Linked DNA regions of Macaca mulatta: region 2 is linked to region 1. The links are chromatin contacts, called in public Hi-C maps. All regions are on one chromosome and are shown on one strand. The core of a region is the stretch at or near the end of the contact, and the rest is flanking DNA. Distances in the headings are between cores, read along the strand shown. Region 1 has its middle 28 kb from the start of MIR760. Region 2 overlaps BCAR3 (BCAR3 adaptor protein, NSP family member).

Region 1 (2,883 bases), core at 235-2,734:
ATAGGCCCCGGGGAGAAGCTCAGAGACGGGAAACTATGAGAAATAAGCAGATCAAGAGGGAGAGAAAGAAGAGAAACATTTCTCAGCATAAACATAATTAGTTGTTTCTTTTCTTACTCACATTTACTCTTCAGAACAGAGGTGTCTGCAGTAGTGAACTTGAGCCTTTCTCTGTGGGGTCTCCATATTTTGGGGATCTTGGGATTCCTGGGGATTGATGACTCAACGAATGGAATTAGGAGCATGTTCAGAGGAATGTCTTACACGTAGCAGGTGATCAGTAAATGCTGAACATAAAGTGAACCTCACTTGGTAAAGCTGGTGCTGCAGGTTGTGAGAGGTGGGGCTTCGTGAAGCAGGGAAGCAGCCCTCCACAGTAGGCACATGATATAAACTAGCTGCACAGGAAGCCCCCTATGACTAGTTTATTCTATCACTGTAGGATAATTTTTGCTCAGGAATTGACAGGAGAATAGAGTTTTATGTTTTCTCATGATCATATCCTCCAAGCAATATTTTGAAATTATGCTGCAATTTCTAGCTTTGCTTTCATCGGTGAATAATTCACAAAATCCTTTAGAAATTAAAACTCTGGGCAGGGCATGGTGGCTCACACTTGTAATCCCAGCACTTTGGGAGGCTGCGGCGAGCGAATCATGAGGTCAGGAGTTCGAGACTATCCTGGCCAACACAGTGAAACCCCGTCTCTACTAAAAGTACAAAAATTAGCTGGGTGTGGTGGCGGGCGCCTGTAATCCCAGTTACTCCGGAGGCTGAGACAGGAGAATCACTCGAACCCAGGAGGCAGAGGTTGCAGTGAGCCAAGGTTATACCACTGCATTCTAGCCTGGGCAACAGAGCTAGACTCTGTCTCAAAAAAAAAAAAAAAAAAAAAAAAGAAAGAAAGAAATTGCAACTCTGTTTATAACAAGCAATAGATGGTAATATTGAAGGCATTTAAGCTATTGCCCACTGAATTCTTGATTGACAATGTCAAAACAACCACCATAGCTAGGAACAAGATATTCAGGAATGTAACAAAAAATGAAGATAGAACAAAACAAAACCCCCCAAACTAAAACTATCTTAGCTATACTTACAAAAACAGGTGCTAACTTGTATTTTGCTGAAGTCCTGAAACTGCCTTCAGGGGCAGGCAAGTAATCAGTACATTAAACCACACCCCTCCTCCCCGCAAAAAAAAAAAAGTTATAATAATAGAACTAGCTTCTCTGTCCTGAGCTTGGGAAGGCAATAACTTCCTGGATGGTTCCGCAATATCTGCCTCTCGGCCATCTGTTTCCCTGGTCCCCCCACATCCTGTTCAACCAACACTGTTCTGGTAACAGGAATCCCTGCTTCTGCTTTATGTTATCTTTTCAGCTTCCTGTCGTGTTTCTGCAGGAGTTTGATTTAGCCTTATATGTGAGCAGGCACTTGTGAGTATGAGGGAAGGAATGGGCCGCTGGGCATCAAAGCAGGGGTTGAAAGGGGTCACCTCCAGTGCGGGGGCAGCAGGCACATGGTCTGGCATTGCTCTCTGGTTCTCAGGGCTGAGAGCCCAGCATTCCCAGTGGGTCACTTTCATGGTTTTTGAAAGCTACCATTTATTGAGTACTATCCTAAGTATTTTACGTATGTTATCATATTATCTCACTGTATTAACCTCACAGACATTCCAGGAGACAACTTTTTTCTTTTTCTCTCATTTACAGATGAGGAAATGAGTCTGAAAGTTGAGTGTCACGGCCTTTCATACAGTTCAGAAGTGGCAGAGGTAGAGGTGGAAGTCAGGCTGGCTCTAAAGCCTGTGCCCTTAGCCATTTGGTTCTCTGACCTTCCCTGTGCTTCTCCATGTCATCTCTGGCAGCATTCCCAATCTTACTCCTCTTCTATTCTCCTTCCCTGTAAGTCTCTGAGTTGCTTCCCAGCTTAAGGTGATATCCGTGCACAACAAACTACATATGACATTCTCCATCCTGGCTTTGACCGGCTGCAGCTGACTAGCCCTGTTTACCTGCCACGTCCCTGCCTATCACCTTTGCAGTATTTTGCCCCACAGCACTTTTTGCCAAGGGGCTCTCCTCCTCTGTGCTTTCCTACCCTCCCAGTTCACCTTCCCCTAGACCTCCTAAGCCCTCTTGGCTCTGCCAGTCCCAAGGAAGCTTTGCTCCCTACCGCCCCACACCACACAAAGCTCCCCAGCCTACCGAGGCTTTGGTGACTGCTCCCTCCTTAGTGGTGAAGACTGGTTCTCAGGGCCCCTGGTTTGGTTATCAACCACCTGCCACTTTACAGTACTCTTAATACTGCTGACTTTGCTATTTTATTTTTCGTATGCTAGTGCTTTCCACAATTAGATTATAAGCTCCTTGAGTGCCAAGTGTCTCTTTTTGTACTTTGTGACAGTTTTCTTAACACCTACGTCAGTGCTTTACACACACAAAGAGTTCAGAAATATCTGTTGGTTTCTGTGTGATTATATTCATGAGAGACTGATATCAGCACCGTTAGCCAGGATCAGACTAAAGCACAAGTGCCGCAAAGCTGACGTTAATCTTCAATGCCTACTGCCTCCTTCTCAGGGCCTTCCTCTGCTTCCTACAAGCTAAATATCTTGGTCTATGCCTACCACACAAGCCCCCACCTCAGGCCTGCTCTGATTCAATGCTGTGCACCTGGGCTGTCCTACTGTCATGGTTGTCGGCATCTCCAGAGCGGAAGTGTCTGGGTTTGTATCCCATTCTGCCACTTCCTAGCTGTGATATAAGCAAACTACTTAACCACTCAGAGCCTGTTTTCTCACCTGTAAAATGGGAGGTAACAGTACTTTCCATCATTAGTCAAGTATTTACTGAGGACCAGGCATTTGTTTCATTATAT
Region 2 (2,883 bases), core at 189-2,688, 120 kb before region 1:
CTTTGGAATGCAAGTGAGTGAAAGTGGTGCTATGGTAAAGACAATCTAGGGTTGGCCAGTTTGATTTTTAAATAAATGATTTATAACTGACACTGCATTATTAGGAATGAAGTCCTTGCCGCACAGCTCAGTGTCCAGTGCAAGAGCAGTTGGCACAGCAAGCTGGAGGGCTGCAAGAGGCTGTCGGGTTGGCCCTTTCCTCTCTGGTTCTTTCCTCACAGGAACTCCCCTCCCCAGTGCACACGCAGCTGCTGTGGGGCACTCCTCTTGTGTGGTAACCATTTGGAACTGCTTTTAATGGTGCTGTTGACTGAGGTTTCCAAATGGTAAGAATAATTTCCAGATAGTAACACAGTCAAGCATAAGGAGTCACACAAGAATTGGCCTAGGTGTCTGCAAAGAGGGACAGAGCACCAAAGGTTCTGATGGAGGAAACACAACCTTAAATATGAATCATAACAGCTATGCTTACCAGCCCAGGGCTAAGAACTCTGCGTACATCATCTGAGTTAATCCTTTCAGCAACCCAGAGAGGTGGGGGTTATTAAGCCCTTTTTATAGATGAGAAAATGGAAGCACAAAAAGGCAGAGTAACCAGCCAAGTTCACAGAGCTGGGATGTGGAGCTCCCTAAACTGGCCTCCCTGTCTCCACTGCCCGCTTCACCTCCCAGTGTGAACCCTTGTTCCTCAGAGTGAGTGGGAGAGTTTGGTGTTGATTGCTTGAGCGTGGTGTGGAATGGCACAGTGAGTCTTAAGAGAAGCAAGCAAGCTGGGTTAGGTAAACTTAGCCCAGTGCCTGGCACTTGCTAGGCATTCCATAGATATTTGAGATTTGGACTTTTGAACAGAGTTTCAGACATAAGGTCAGGGTGTGTGGGGGTCTCAAGCAGGTCAGGAATCAGTCAAGCCTCTACATACATTTGAATTTTCTCCACGGCAGGAACCCACACTGAAGGTTCACAGGTGTGACCCTGGAGTCCTAGCCCTGTCCTGGGGCTGTGGAGCAGCTGCCTCTCCAATGCCCAGGGTTTGTCATAAATGCTGAATCTCAGCCCCACCCCAAGGCACTGACTCAGAACCCACATTTTAACAAGCCTCCTGGTGACCTGTGTGAGAGGCACTGCTCCAGCTCAACAACCCTCCTTCAAGGGAGCAAGCGAGCAGTCATCCCCCCACCCAGTACAGAGGAAATTTCTTTTTCCTGTGCTAGGCTTAGGGAATAGCACTTTGAGGGGCTAACTCCTGGTGCTGACCTAACCTCCTCCTCACAAAACCTTTCATACAGCTGTGGGAGGCAAACTTCTCAGTTGTCAGCATTTCCAGGAAGAGCGAACCCCTTGAGTGATCTCCATGTGACCTCGTCTGTCTCAGGTTCATGAACATGAAGGTGAGAGCAGCTTTTCCTCACAGCATGACCAGGCAGTGACAAACACACCACATGGAAGGAAATGAGTGAACAATCCTCGCATATTCTGAAGTGAGTCATTGGCCTTTCTTGTGGACTGGGTACTGGATGATTAAATTTCTGGTTTCTGTTTCTTATTTCAGAATATATTGATAATGAACATATAGTGTCCCCCAAAGTGCAAGGTGCTGGGGACAACAGATCAACACTTTATACAAAAATAATATTATACTGTTACCACCTTGGTAACACAGTAAAAATAGGGACAGGTAAGATGCCTCTGTAAACACGGACTGCTGTGATTTTGGTGACTAGTAGGAGCAGAAACTCAAGAGTAGCTCCAGGGACGCTCACCTCCTGTGCTTCTCTCCCACTGTCCATCTCCCATCTTCTCTGGGCTCTCAGTGTGGAGTGGAGCTTATAGTGGTCTCCACCACCAAGGCTCTGCCTCTTGCTCAAGGCCCTGAGCACCTACTCTTGGCACTCTATGTGCTTTGCCCACTTAATCCTCATGACAGCTCTTCGAGGCAGGTATTATTATCCCTATTTTATAGATGAGGAAATTGAGGCTCATAGAGAAGCTACGTTGCCCAAGGTTGCATGTCTAGAAAGTATCAGAGGATGAGAATACAGATCTGACCAGGATTCTAAAGCCTGTGTCATTCCCTCCACACCTGGGTTGCTTCAGCCTCACCTGGCTCCTGGGGGAATTTCTGGTGAGGGATGCTCACAGAGCGCAAGGTGGGGAGCTCCCCTGGCATGTGGAAATCACATCACACTGGTGGCTGGCAACTCCACTTCCATGTCAATCTGGTCCCTGCTCTGGGATCCTGAGATGCCCTGCATGAATCACCAAGGGACAAAAAGAGGACTTTTCAGGGACTGATGCCCTCCCAGCCACCATGGGACCCCCAGCTACTGTGACTGAGCCCAGTCATGACCCCAGAGTTCTTCACATCACATCATTCTTGCTCAGCATCCAAAATGTGAGTCCCCTGGGCAAGAATTCTCTTCTCCACTCCACTCTCCATAGCTCTCTTGGTCCCTTCCTCTTTCTTCTCCCTACCCCTTTCTTTTCCAAACCTCTCATCCATTCTTCTCTATAGTCCCCTTCTCCATACTTGGAGGCCTATGCCTAATATCAACCTTCTCCAACTTTCCTGATCATTAGAATCACCTGATCATCAGAATCATGCACATCCCCCAGCTCCTGTCCCAGAGGTCTGAATTGGAGAGACCCAAGTGAAACCTTGAGGCCAATGTTTAACAAAAGCCCATGTGTCCTTATGATCAAACACATTTAGGAAACCCCGAACCACACTCCTCCTGTTGTAATCCACCAAACACTGTTCCTAATTCACCCTGGAAATGGCTGGGGTCCTCAAAGCCACCCACTCCTGTTCTGTGACAGCACCTCCAATGCTCCAGCCTCAAAGTAAAATGACCTCCCAACTCCAATCACCTTCACCTGTGCTCC

Evidence for each region. A called contact is a pair of places that touch in the nucleus more often than the background predicts.
Region 2: a Hi-C map of fibroblasts shows a contact between it and region 1, with 2.4 times the contacts expected there. The contact joins two enhancer-like sites. A contact is called at or near these places in 2 of 14 Hi-C or Micro-C datasets (fibroblasts and liver).

The regions. Positions count from the first base shown.
Region 1 is chr1:146,459,817-146,462,699 of T2T-MMU8v2.0, reverse strand. No RefSeq gene overlaps it. Among named protein-coding and RNA genes, the nearest start is that of MIR760, 28 kb to the right of the region's middle. Within about 2 kb of position 1,484, at least 12 of the 40 cell types and tissues checked have an H3K27ac peak or open chromatin away from gene starts, as enhancers often do.
Region 2 is chr1:146,580,641-146,583,523 of T2T-MMU8v2.0, reverse strand. The region is part of intron 1 of BCAR3 (BCAR3 adaptor protein, NSP family member); the gene reads right to left. Among named protein-coding and RNA genes, the nearest start is that of BCAR3, 13 kb to the right of the region's middle. Within about 2 kb of position 1,438, at least 1 of the 40 cell types and tissues checked has an H3K27ac peak or open chromatin away from gene starts, as enhancers often do.